Linked DNA regions of Oryctolagus cuniculus: region 1 is linked to region 2. Evidence: chromatin contacts called from public Micro-C data. All regions are on one chromosome and are shown on one strand. The core of a region is the stretch at or near the end of the contact, and the rest is flanking DNA. Distances in the headings are between cores, read along the strand shown.

Region 1 (6,915 bases), core at 626-3,125, 190 kb after region 2:
CCCAGCATCCTCCATCCCCGGAACCTGAGGCAGGTGGGGCAGTGGATAAGGACGCCGCCACCCCTCCACCCCAGTTACTACCCACGAGGAAACCCAAGCTGCTGCTGGTCGTTTACTCAAGGTGATGCCGGGCCCCACCTCCCGGCGGCCCGTCCCACCCTCTCTCCTCCAGGGGGGCTGCCTGTGCCACCCCCAGGGCACCACCTCCCGCCCTCAACAGGCTTCCAGTCCAGGCACTTTCTCCACACAAACCCCGCCCGCCCCGCCTCCGAGTCTGCCCCTAGGCTCCTGCAAAGTGTCCACCAACCCCATTCAATCCGCCTTTGCAGAGGGGCTAGGCCAGGGCCAGGGAGCTGCTCAGTAATCATCCGGGAGAGCTCCAGATCCAACTTCACGCGCCCCCACGCGCCACCCGCGCACTTCTGAGCGGCCGCTCCCCACGCGCCCCCAACATGCTCCTCCTGCACACACTGGAACCCTTCAACACCAGCCCGCGCTCCGCCCTTCTCACCCACGTTGGATGAGGCCCCCGTCTCCCTGTCACCACTGTGGTCTGCTCCTCCGCGGCTTCCACAGGGGACCAGACTCTGCCCCCCCCCACCCCTCCGGGCCCCAGACTCTTCCTGAGCACCCTCGCCCCTCCTCCCCCAGGACGGGATCCCAGCCCCCTCCCAAATGCCTGTCTCAGTCCACTCACCACACGTTCCCTTCCCTAAAGCAGCCTCCTCCCCCAGCCGCCATTCCAGCGCCCGGGCCCTCCCACCCTCACCTCTGCCAGACCACCTTTTCTTCGGGCGTCCCCGACCCCTGGTTAAGCTTTCAACCTCCCACGAGGCTCCCGAGAGCCCTCCCCAGCACACCCCCTCACCCCGGGGCCTCTCCATTCCCCGCCAGGTCCTCCCCTCCTTCCCCTTACAACAGGGCAGCCCAAATCACTCTCACCTTCTTCCAATCACAGGCCCCTAACTGCCCCCCTCGGCACCTGGCCCTCCTGAGCACCCCAACTCACGCCCTAGCCTCCCCAGTCCTCCCTCCCTTCTCCAGACCCCACAACCCCTCCCGGGCACCCCCACTCCATCTTCACCCTCTTTACGCCCCCCCCCACCAAGGCTCCCCGGATTCCAACCTCCTTCGGGCCTTTCTGCACTGCAACGGACCCCCCCCTCCGGACTCCCCACACCCCCATTCCACCCTGGCCCACAAATTCCCCTCGCAGACGCCCAGGGCCCCCGCGGGGCACTGCCAGCCGCTCCTCGGAGCCTGCGAGCCCGCCTCACAGCCCGATTGCATTTCAGCCTCCCCAGGCTCCCCGCCCAAGCCCTGCACACCCTCCTCGGGGCTCCGATTCCTTTCTTTAGACCCCACAAACGCTACTAGGCCGCCGACTACGTTTCTCCGCTTCCCAATTCCTGCCTCCAGGACTCCATCCTGGCCCGCCCGAGCCCGCCAATTCCTCCTCGGGACCCCTGATTTCCATCATGGATGCTCCACTCCCCTCTCTTGGGACCTCGCCCCCCTCCCTAGCCGCCTCCGGGAGACCCCACCCCCCACCCCGTCCAGCCCGTCCGGCCCGCGGGCCGCGCACCTTGCGCTGCTGCTTCTCCCAGGCCGGGTCCAACAGCAGGTCCCGGTCCCAGTCGTCCTCCTGGGCCATGTAGTCGCCCATGCTACCTCCGCCGCCAGCGCCATTGCCCGCGCTGCTGGGGCCGTACTGGTACGACTGGTTCGCCGCGTGGTAGTCCACCATTCCGCCGCCTCTCGCTCGCCCACCAGCCGGTCCGCTCCCGCCTCAGCTCCCGCCCCTCTGCCGGAGCCGCCGCCGCCGCCGCCGCTACAGCTGCCTCAGCCCGCCCTCCGCCGGCGCCTGCGCACCTCGCCGCCGCCGCCGCCCTCCCGCGCGCGCGCTCCTGAGCCACCCGGACCGCCCCCGGGAGCCCGGCGCCTGCGCAGAGCCCGCTCCCCGCGCCCCTCACCCCACCCCTGCAGCTCGTGGACGAGCCGCGCTCCCCGCCCCGCGGGAACGCGCCCGCCGTCCGCGTGTGGGTGGGGCACGCGCTATGAATGATTCCTCAGGCGGGGGTCTTTTCCCTGCACCCGCGTGGAACGTGCTCCTGTTCGGCCGCCCGAATTCAATAAATACTTTAAGGAACGCCAGCAGGGTGCCAACCTGTGTTACGCGTTGACACGAAAGAAGAGAGGCAGAAGTCCCTGTCGGACGTGAAGGAAGAGAACCAGATGCTAAGAAGCACATAGCTTCCGAGGCTGCGGAGAAAGCGAGCCCAGGCTGGGGCAGAGAGGCTCAGAGGGGCTTCCCGGAGAAACGCGGACGTCTGAACAGAGACCCGGGCTGGGAGCGCGGAGGGTTTTTGGACTTGTCTATCTTAATTGGTTAATAAGCTTTTTTTTTTTAAAAGAAAGATTTATTTATTTAAGAGACAGACTTGGGGCCAGCGCTGTGGCACAGTGGGTTAATGCCCTGGCCTGAAGTGCCGGCATCCCATATGGGCGCCGGTTCTAGTCCTGGCTGTTCCACTTCCAATCCAGCTCTCTGCTGTGGCCTGGGAAAGCAGTGGAAGATGGCCCAAGTGCTTGAGCCCCTGCACCTGCATGGGGGACCCAGAAGAAGCTCCTGGCTTCGGATCAGCATAGCTCCGGCCATTGCGGCCATCTGGGACATGAACCAGCGATGGAAGACCTCTCTCTCTCTCTCTCTCTGTAACTCTGACTTTCAAATAAATAAATGAATCTTAAATAAGAGAGAGAGACAGAGAAAAGGAGAGACAGAGAGGTTTTCCATCCACTGGGTCACTCCCCAAATGGCCACAGCCACAATGGCTGGAGCTGTGCTGATCCGAAGCCAGGAGCTTCTTCCGGGTCTCCCACATGGGTGCAGGGGCCCAAGCACTTGAGTATGGTCTGCTTCTTCCCAGGGTGGGCATTAGCAGGAGGCGGGCCCAGAGCAGAGAAGCCAGGGCTCAAAGCAAGCGCTCTGATGTGGGATGCAGGTGTCCAAGGCAGCAACCTAACCACTACACCAAACACCCAGCCCCACTATGTGCACCTACTACGTGCGAGCTACTGTTCTTGAGGGCTGGCTCTATGGTCTGAGCATTATCAGCCTCATTCGTTCTCACTGTAGGCGGGAAGGGCAGCGATATAAAGGCAAACAAACGCAGATAAACGATGCTGTACAGGCTCACGCGAAGCTGAGTTCCTGACCCTCCCCCAAAGCTGGGCGCCCTCCAGCCGCACTCCTGCTAGGGGCTGCCCCATCCTGCACTTGCCCTTGCACCTCTGTCTCCACACCCACACCCAGGTCTCCCGGGAAGTGTCTTCTTGCACGTCAGAGTGCACACAGGCTGCACACCACCTCCCCTGCCCCTCGCGGCCTCACCAGGCCCCACCCACACTGTTCTTGTCCCTCTTGGACCATGGCAGGAGCTGCTCCGCCTCCGGCAGAGGGTAGAAGTCAGAGGGAGCCCGGGAAGGGATCCCGTCCCTCCTGCCTCTGCTTGGTTCCATATTCAGGATAAAAGCCAGAATCAAGGTGAGGAGGAAAGGCCGCCCAGCCCAGCCCAGTTTCTTTCCTTCCATCCTTCTTCTTCCTTTTCTTTAAGATTTATTTTATTTATTTGAAAGGCAGAGCGAGAGCAAGCGAATGAGCTTCCATGTGCTGGTTCACTCCCCAAATGGCTGCTACAGTCAGGGCAGGGCCAGGCCAAAGTCAGGACGCAGGAGCTTCTTCCGGGACCCAAACACCTGGGCCATCTTCTCCTGCTTTCCGAGGCTGTTAGCAGGAGCCGGACTGGGAGTGGAGCAGCCAGGGCTGGCCCTGTGGTGTAGCTTAGGCCTCTGCCTCCAGTGCCGGCATCCCATATGGGAGCCAGTTTGAGTCCTGGCTGCTCCACTCCCAATCCAGTTCCTTGCTAATGGCCTGGGAAAACAGTGGAAGATGGCCTAAGTGCTTGGGCCCCTGTACCTGCGTGGGAGACCAGGAAGAAACTCCTAGCTCCTGGCTTCAGATCAGCCCAGCTCCGAACCGATAGATGGAAGCCCTCTCTGCCTCTCAAATGAATAAATAAATCTTAAAGGGGGGGGGGGACCGTGGCATAGTGTGTAAGCTGCTGTCTGTGGTGCGGCATCCCAATCCCATGTAGGGGCCGGTTCAAGTCCTGGCTGCTCCACTTCTGATCCAGCTCCCTGCTAACGCGCCTGGGAAAGCAGTGGAAGGTGACCCAAGTGCGTGAGCCCCTGCACCCACACGGGACACCCAGAAGCAGCTCCTGGCTGTTGGCTTTGGTCCGGCTCAGCTCCAGCCTAGTAGCCATCTTGGGAGTAAACCAGCAGATGGAAGATCTCTCCCTCCCCCTCTCAAGTAAACCAGTGTGGTGCTGGCATCACAGGCAGTGGCTTAACCCACTACAGCGCAGCGCAGGCCCCCAGCCCAGCGTCCTGGGGCTCCAGGCAGACCCAGGTCTTCCTACCCCGGTCCTAGTCTCCCTCAAGCTCTCCCCATTCTCGTCACTGACCTCCAGCTGTCCCTTGGAGCCCAGCAGGCCCCTGTGCTCCATGACCCACTGAACTGCAATGCTTTCCCAGGTGCCCGGTCCCCACGGCCCACGCAGCCCCTCCAGCTCTCAGTGGAGCCCTCCCCTACCACCTTACTGCAAACCGCACCCCACCCCTCCCTGCTTAGTTTTTGTTCACAGTCTACTTACCTTCACTGTTTAGAAGTTTCATTTACTTATTCAAAAGAGTGACAGGAGAGCGAGGGACAGAGTCTTCCTTTTGCTGGTTTACTCTCCAAATGCCTGCAACAGCCAGGGCTGGGCCAGGCTAAAGCCAGGAGCCAAGAATTCCTGGGTCTCCCATGTGGGTGGCAGGGGGCCCCTCACCTGCTGTATCCCAGGCGCATTAGCAGGAAGCTCACCTGGAAACAGAGCACTCCGACTCGGATGCCCACACTCCGGTATGGGATGCAGGTGTCCCAAGCAGGAGCTTAACACACTGCCGCCACAACGCCCGCCCCTGCTCAACAGCACTTAACATACCCTGGTCATTTATGGATTGTGCCCCTTGTCTCTCCCACGAGAACACGGGCCCGTGACCTAGGGAATCATCGTTTTGGCCTCCAGTCTCTGCAGCCGGAGATGGCAGGAAGTGGAAGCTTGGCAAGTGCTCGGTGGAGGCGGGCAGGTGGACCGTGGGTGTCACTGCTTGGGGTGCCCACATCCCATATTGGAATGCCCGGTTCTGTCTCAGATCCAGCTTCCTGCCAATGCGCGGCCTGGCAGGCGGCTGGGGATAGCTCAAGTACTTGGGCGATGTCATCCGAGTGGGAGACGGGTTCCGAGTTTCAGGCTCCTGGCTTCCACCTGGCCCAGTCCCAGCTGTTGTGGGCATCTGAGGAGTGAACGAGCAGATGCAAGATCTGTCTTCCAAACAAATGAAAAAAGTCCTAAGTGAACGAATGACTAGGCTTAAACCACGCTGAGGAATCCGCATTTTACGTAAATGCAATGGGAAGTGCAGTACAAATTGGCAGGGTGCAGGGGACCCGAGCCAGGCGTTTATGGGGCCCGCTGTGGGGACTGCATAAGTTTGAGCCCAGGGAGGAGGGTGCTGGACAGACCAGGGTCCTGTGAGAGAGGAACGAACAGGAAGATTCGGGAAAGCGGAGCTGACAGGGCTTCACGGATCTGACTTCGCTGAGAAGTTTGACAGCCTCCAGGTGCGAGCAACAGGGAGCGGGAAGAACTTGGAGGCACAGCAGGCCTTGGGCTGGGATGGGAACTCAGCCTGTGACAAGGGGCTGGTCACCGCGCAACTATCTGCGGTGAGGCCTGGAAGACAGGCGCCTCCAGGTCTAGGAGAGCTGAGCACCCCTCTCCAGAGGCGGGAGGAGATCCAAGAGCAAGCAGAGGAAGGGGACAAGGCCTGGGCACCGGCCTGCCCGCCATGGCGCACTGGCTGCTTCCGAAGCTGGGCAGGGCAGGCTCCTGCTGCCTGCCTCGGAGCAGCTCAGGTCTCAGCTGGGCCTGGGCCGGGGGCAGGCGCCTTAGGTGACAAAGCCAGGAAGTGCCCAGTGGGCACTGAGAAACTGCCCAGAGCAGACTCAAGGTTAGGTGCACAGCCCTAGCCAGCAATATTTAAATCAAGGGCTCCATTGGGGGGCAGGTGTTAGGCATGGTGCTTAAGAGGCTGTTTGGGGGCTGGCGCTGTGGTATAGTGGGTAAAATGCCAACTGCAGTGCTGGCATCCCATATGGGTGCCGGTGCAGATCCTGGCTGCTCCACTTACGATCCAGCTCTCTGGATCCAAGTCACTGGGCCCCTGCACCTGCTTGGGAGACCTGGAAGCTCCTGGCTCCTGACTCCAGATTGGCGCAGCTCCAGCCATTGCAGCCATTTGGGGAGTGAACCAGCAGAGACCTCTCTCTCCTCTAACTGTGCCTTTCAAATAAATAAGTCCTTACTTAAAAAAAAAAAAATTTGAAAAATCTGCCTTTAATTGCTGGTCTTGTGCACCCTCCGCAGCCAGAACAGTGGTCACAGCCTGAGGGGTCTACTGGGGGTCCAATGGCGGCAGGGCAGGGCCTGCGGCGGGAGGACAGGTGGGGCTCCAGGGCAGGGTGGAGTCCAGTTTGCTGTTCCTTGAAACTTCCAGCAGAACTCACTAATCGTTGAATCCCGTCGTCAGCACTACCTGGGGGAGGTGGACCCAGGGCTGTGCCCTCCCAGTGGGAACGAGAGGGTGCTGGGATGCCAGCAGGTGGCTATGGGAGCAGCTGGAACAGCAGCCCGGAGCCCGGGGCGGCACCAGACCAGCATGGAATCTGAGGCAGCAGCAGGTTTATGACGGCTCAAGACACACAGGTGCAGGGTAAGTCAGCAGGTGTTAGCTCGCGCTAATGAA
Region 2 (6,764 bases), core at 1,957-4,456:
TCCAGGTTTCCCATGTGGGTACAGGGGCCTAAGCACTTGGGCCATCCTCCACTGCCTTCCCAGGCCACAGCAGAGAGCTGGATGGGAAGTGGAGCAGCCGGACTTGAATCAGTGCCCATATGGGATGCTGGTGCTGCAGGTGGCAGCTTAACCCACTGTGCCACAGCACCAGCCCCCAGATGTATCATTCTAAGGTTCTTTTACTCTGTGTAAAGTGCATGATATCACAAAGTTGTCAGTATGAGCCCTAAGGCAGGAGTCAGCAAATGTTTTCTGTACTGGGACAGAGCACTGCTTTAGGCTTTGTGGGTCACATGGTCTCCCTTCTACCCACTCAGCTCTGCTACTGCAAATAGCCATGGACGACGATATGCAAATAAAAGAGCACTCCAATTTATTATTGGGGCCCAAAATATGAATTTCATAAAATTTCCACTTACCAAGCAGTATTATTCTGCTGATTATTTTTTAAAAATTAAAAAAATATAAAGACCATTCTTAACTCAAAACCAGGTGGCAGGCTCCATTGCCAACTGCTGTCTTAAAGTGACCACTAAAATAACAAAACAGGGGCCAGTGCTGTGGCGCAGGGGGTTAAGCGGCCGCTGTGACGCCAGCATCCCACACCAGAGCCCCAGTTCTAGTCCTGGTCGTTCCGCTATTGATCCGGTTTCCTGCTAATGCACCTGGGAAGGCTGCAGAGGACGGCCCAAGTGCTTGGGCCTCTGCCACCCACGCGGGAGACCCAGAGGGAGTTGAAGGCTCCTGGCTTCGGCCTGACCCTGCCCCAGCCGTTGTGGCCATGTGGGGAATGAACCAGAGGTTGGAAGATCTCTCTCTCTCTCTCTCTCTCTCTCTCTCTCTCACTCTTTCAAATAAAGGAGTATTTTAAAATCAGGCAGAGTAGATTTCAGAGCCAGGAATATTGCCACAGATAGTGAAGGTAATATCAAAACGCTAAGGAGATCAATGAATCGAGTAACAGTATTTCATAATCCTAAATATCTGTGCCCTGATAACAGAGCCTCAAACTAGATTAAGCAAAACCTGACAGAATTAGAGAGAGAAACAGACAAACCCAGAGTTACAGCTGGAGCTCTCAGACTTTCCCTTTCAACCACTGACAGACAAGTGAAAAACCATCACCAAGGACAAAGCAGCCTGGAGCTCTGTGGGCCAACACAGCCTCCAACTGATATGCAGAGGACGCTACATTAACCACAGGGTACAGAGTATTTTAAGTGTGTGTACACCATTCTGAGCCGTAAAACAAGTCTCAAAAAACTTAAAAGAATTTAAAACGTACAAAGTATGTTTTCTGCCCACAATGGAATTGAAAATTGGCAGCAGAAAAATACCTGGAAATATTAAACTATCTGGAAACCAAATAGCAGACTTTTAAATCTACTGGTCAAAGAAGAATTCAAAAGAGAAAATTATAAGGAATACTGAATTAAGTGAAAATCAAGATACAACATATCAGAATTGTGAGACAAGGCTAAAGCAGCTTTCAGGGGAAAATTCATAGTACTCAATAACCTACATTAAAACAGGAGCAAGCTCTCAAATCAATGACATGAACTTTCATCCTAAGAAATCACAAAAAGACAGGGCCAGCATTATGGCCGCGGCGAGGACACCACTGGGACACCCATCCCATACGGGCTCTGGTTCCGTGTCCGGCTGCTCCACTTCCAACCCAGCTCCTTGCTCATAGCTTGGGAAAAGCGGCAGAAGGTGGCCCAAGTGTGTGGGCCCTGCCGCCCGCTAAGGAGACCCAGAAGAGGCTCCTGGCTCCAGGTTTCGGCCTGGCCCAGCCATGGCCATTTAATCTCTCTGGGGGAAGAGAACCAGTGGATGAAAGATCTCTCCCCTCCCTCTCTCTCTAACTCTGCCTTTCGAAATAAATAAATAAATATTTTAAAAAATTTAAAAAAGAACAAAATAAATTACAAAAAGAATAAATTAAACCCAAGATTCAGAAGAAAGAAGATAAAAGTCAGGTTAGGGGCTAATGAAATAGAAAGTGAAAAGAGGGAGAAAAGTAGCGAAACCCTCGCTGGTTCTTGGAGAAGACGTGGGTCAGGCGCTATTTTGAGCCTCTGGGGACCCAGCAATCAACGGGCAAAAAAAACCCCACAAAACCCAGAGAAGGTGCCCAGCTGGTCCTTTACAGTCTTGTCCCTGGGAGGTTCTTCCCTCCTACCCTCCCACCCAGAGAAGGCTCCGCCCCTGGTGACCGCGACCCCCGGCCCCCACGCCACACCAAAGCTTCTGTTTCCTTCACTGTCCATGGCTCAGACAGGACCCGGGTCAGGTGCAAGGCCACCTCAGCTCTCCCGTGGCTCACGGGCTGTCTCGGAATTGAAGCCGGGAAGATCAGAGCCCAGGAGCAGGCTCTTAGAGGCGGGGGCCGAGGGTCCCCCGAAGCAAAGTCAGCAGCTCAGATCAGAGATGCTATGGGGGGGTGGGGAGCCACAGCCTGAGCCCCAACTCTACTAAGGACTGGGGGTCAGAAGGTCAAATCGGGTTTTGGGATCAGTGGGTTAGGAGGATGTAGGTTCGGGGGGGGGGGCATGAAAATCAAGGTTCAGGGAAAGTAGGTCGGCAATGATCGAATCGGGCTCAAAGCTGATCGGAAACTGGGTTTTGTTACAAATTAGGATGGGGGGGGTGTGAAGTCAGGAAGTCCCGCAACGGAAGTCAGATTCAGGAGTGACAGGTTGGGAAACCACAGACACTCAGAAACGAATGGAGAATCAGGCCTCGGATCCGAGGGCTTCGTTTAACAGCCTAAGGTTCACTCACGTGTCGCCATCCTCAGTGACGTAGCCGAAGACGAGCGGAGCCCACGATAGCCCTGGGCCCAGCTCTGCGCCCAGCCCCGGGCCTCCTGGGGCTGCCGCGTCCGGCCCCAGAGAGCCCAGGCCGCTGTCGCACCATTCATCCGCGTCCGCACCTTTTCCCAAGCACGCAACCCCAGCCATGGCCCCCAGCCACCTCAGGGCCCCCCGCGGCTCCCCGCCTGCCGCTGGGCTCTGCCCGGAGCTCCGGCACTTCCGCCCTGCGGGAAATTCCCCAACACGCCCCCTGGTAAATCCAATTAGAGTGGGCGAAATCGGTCACGCCCCGCCCCCTTGGTGCAGGGTGGCCAATCAGAGCACTGGGATGCACGACGGCTCTCGGGCAATACCCACATTTTCCGAGCGCCCTTTACTAACATGGCTGCCACCGCCAGGCCGTCTGGGACTCGTAGTTCCGCCTTCGGGCGCGCACGGGGCGTTTGCGGGAAAGCCCTGTATGCGGCCGAGATGGGTGCTGGGAGTCGTAGTTCTATGCCCGAAGCCTTCCCCTTCTGTTTCCGGTGCCGTCACGGGACAGAGCAGTCGGTGACAGCCCCGAGGGCCCCCGCCCCGAGCCCATGGCCGAGCCGGATCGTGAGTCGGGGGCCCCGGTGGAAGGGTCGGGCCGCGCCGGGGCCTGGCCGAGGGCTGCAGGCCCCGGGGCCCGAGGGCGGGCGCGGGGGGCTGGGAGCGCAGGGCTACACTGAGGGAGCGGGGTTCCGAGGCTTGTAGTTAGGTTGATCCACACTCGCGGGGTGGCGGGTCTCTGGGTCGCGAGGTTTTAAGGGTCCGTTTACCTCGTCCGTGTTCCAAGTTACTAATGATCGTGTGTTTCTCACACTTTGGTTGCTGAGGACCCTCGTTACTGAGGACAAAAGTTGCCGCGGTCTCGGTTGCTAAGAGCACCTGGTTGTCAGGGGCAACCGTAGGATGCTAGGGGTGCCCGGGTGTCCCGTCCCGTCTCTCCCCTGCAGTTCCTGTGCCATCACCTCCACCGCTCCTCCTCTCCCAAACCCGCCTCCAGCCCGAGCCCCGCTTCCTGTCTAAACCTTCCTCTGCCTTGGGAGCCTCCTCTCCCTCCCCGCACACTCACACACTGCTCTGCCCTGTCTAACTCTTCCTAAGCTTCCTCCAGCCTCTCTTCCCAACCCTGCCCCGCCACAGCCACTCTGCCCCTACTCACCACCTCTCCCGCCAGCCCCCTCCCCTGCCTCCCTCCGCTCAGCTTTTGCCACTCCACCGCCCCATGACCCTGGGTCTTCTTGCCGCCCCTGCCCCCGCTCCCACCGCGGCCACTTTTAACCCTTCATTCCCTCTTAACCATTCCCCCCACTGTAACCACGTCTGCTCCCCCTCCTCCCCCAGCCTCTGACCCTCTGGAGACCCAGGCAGGGAAGGTGCAAGAGGCTCAGGTGAGATGGGGAAATGGTGGAGGGGAGGAGGAAGCTGGACTCGTTCCCACATCCCACTCTGGGGGGAGGTGGCAGAGGGGAGACATTTCCCCCGGGGCCCCTCGCCCCGCCTTGCAGGGGTGCAGCCTCTTGGGGAATGGGGGGTGTTGGGGACCTCCGAGAAAAACGTACAGCCTCAGCCCCAGGCCTGCCTTCCTAAACTTTCCTCTCTCTTTGCTGCTGCCCACCCCCCTTCCCATTCCTTCTGAACCTCGTTTGTGTTGGCCCTGGAAGAGCCAGGGATCCCCTCTGGTCCCTGAGCTCCCCAGAGCGAGCGTGGTGGGTCATGGAGCACCCCAGCCAGGCCTTTCCCTCGGAGAATCCCCAGGCTGGCCCAGGAGTGAGACTGAGATGTAGACGCAGCATAGTGAGTGAAGAGTGACTTAGAACATAGATGAGGTGAGGAGGTGTTCCATGGGACGGCTGCAGCTGTGCGGAGACCGGGGCGCGACCGTGCGATGCAGGCTGGGGGCGGCCGGCTCACAGCAGCCTCGGTTAGCGTGTTCACCGGCTGCTTAGCCAGCCAGGCGCTCTGCGTAGTGCAACATCTCATTTTGTCTGCCCAGCACCCGCATGAGCGGTAAGACCTATCGTGGCCATCATACAGATGAGGGATTTGAGGCAGCGCTCCTAAGTGACCTGTGCTCTGTCCCTTCGCTGGAGGAAACCCATGGCACACGGCACGCTGCCTTCTAGACCCGGGTACTGGTCATGGCCAGTGTCCCCTGCTCCCCCCACGCAGAGCTGCCCCCATGTGTTGGGCGGCTCCCGCAGGGCCTTGCTGTGTGCAGCCAGGAATTGTGCCAGCTCACCCGCACCCCTGCTCCCACGCACAAACACGCGGGAGACGGCTTCTCACGGATGGGGCCGTGCAGAAGCTGTGGTTTGAATACCGCACGGGTGCACGGCTGGGCCACGCGGAGGGCCCCAGGGTCTCCCGCTGGGCCGCAGCGCCTGGCTGGCCTGGCTCCTGCAGCAGGGCCACTGCGGGAAGAAAAGCTTCCAGTATGGGAAAGGGATCCTGGGCCCGAGGTCGTAAATGGCAACATTGTCCATGACAGGGCAGAACTGGAGCCTGAGCCGGGTAAATGCACTATGGTTCCCGCACACAATGCAACACTATGCAGCTGTGTCAGAGAATGAGGTGGCCTTCAGTGTGCTGCTCGGGGCAGACGCAAGGTGCGGCGCCGCATGGAGGGTGGCCCTTTTACAAGAATGAGTTTTTCTATGTGGAGAAAAAACTCTAGAATAGCTCCACTGAACTGGTGACTTATCTCAGTGGGGGTAGACGGGGAAATGACAAGGCCAGTGCCTAAGTTACACACTGTCTAGTAGCCAAGTCTTTTTTTTTTTTTTTAAGATTTGTTTATTGATTTGAAAGGCAGAATGACAGAGAGAGGGAGAGACAGATTTCCATCTGCCCTTTCACTCTCCAAATAGCCACCACAGCCAGAGTTGGACCAGGCCAAAGCCAGGAGCTTGGAACTCCATCCGAGTCTCCCACATGAGTGGCAGGGGCCCAAGCACCTGGGCCGTCCTCCGCTGCTTTCCCAGGCCCATCAGCAGGGAGCTGGATTGGAAGCGGAACAGCTGGGACTCAAACCAGGGCTCAGAGGGGATGCTGGCGTTGCAGGCGGCAGCTTAACCCGCCGAGCCACAACCCCGGCCCCTGATGGTCAGCTTTTTTCAAAACCTGTGCAATCTTCAAAAGCAATGAATGCAAATACAATGTGTTTGGAAGGGAGGTTCCTAACCCTAAAGGCCTGGGCAGGTGAGTGATGCGCGGTGGGCGGGGGCCACGCGCGGGGTTTAAGCAGGAGAGTGTGTCGTCAGAACTGAGGCAGACGGCTGTGCAGCTGGAGCCCGGTGCCGGGCCCTGCTCGGTGGTGACCAGAGACAAAGAGCTTGCCTGTGCGGAGCTGGCCACCTGGCGGACTGCGGAGACATCTGTGGCTGCATCGTGAGGCTGGAGCAGCCAGAGAGGAGGCCCCGCAGGCAGAGGGCAGGGGCAGACCTGGAGGGCTGGAGGAGAGATAAGAGAGGCAGAGGCCGGGAGCCCAAGGAGGAGGCCAGAGCAGGGGCCCTGGGAGAGGACAGGCTGGACCGAGGAGGAGGGCACAGGCTAGACCAAGGAGGAGGGTACAGGCTAGACTGAGGAGGAGGGCACAGGCTAGACTGAGGAGGAGGCCACAGCGGGGCCCCGGGGAGGAGGGCACAGGCTAGACCGAGGAGGAGGCCACAGCAGGGCCCCGGGGGAGAGCACAGGCTGGACCGAGGAGATCGGGGTGGGGTGGGGGGTCAGGAGGGGCTGGGGGCTGTGGGAGAGTGAGGGCCCAGGGTAGCAGGCACCTGGCTGGCTGAGATCGGTCCCCGGAAGAGCACATCTCCGGGAGATGAGCCGCTGGGGCAGGCCCCGGGGTGGGGGGAGGACTGAGAGGCAGGGAGGCCACCCGAGGTGCGGTGTCCAGGA

Evidence for each region. Hi-C and Micro-C count contacts between places; a contact is called where the count stands out from the background.
Region 1: a contact with region 2 is called in a Micro-C map of ear pinna, with 4 times the contacts expected there. The contact joins the promoter of ACTN4 here to the promoter of SIRT2 in region 2. A contact is called at or near these places in 3 of 6 Hi-C or Micro-C datasets (ear pinna, psoas muscle and an unstated tissue).

What each region holds. Positions count from the first base shown.
Region 1 is chr18:16,050,235-16,057,149 of mOryCun1.1, forward strand. ACTN4 (actinin alpha 4) reads right to left here and starts at 1,876. Exons shown (of 21, transcript XM_051847128.2): 1 at 1,586-1,876. The coding sequence starts at 1,747.
Region 2 is chr18:15,861,733-15,868,496 of mOryCun1.1, forward strand. SIRT2 (sirtuin 2) reads left to right here and starts at 3,207. Exons shown (of 15, transcript XM_008257157.4): 1 at 3,207-3,437. The coding sequence starts at 3,222. NFKBIB (NFKB inhibitor beta) reads right to left here and starts at 3,076. Exons shown (of 5, transcript XM_002711457.5): 1 at 2,809-3,076. The coding sequence starts at 2,987.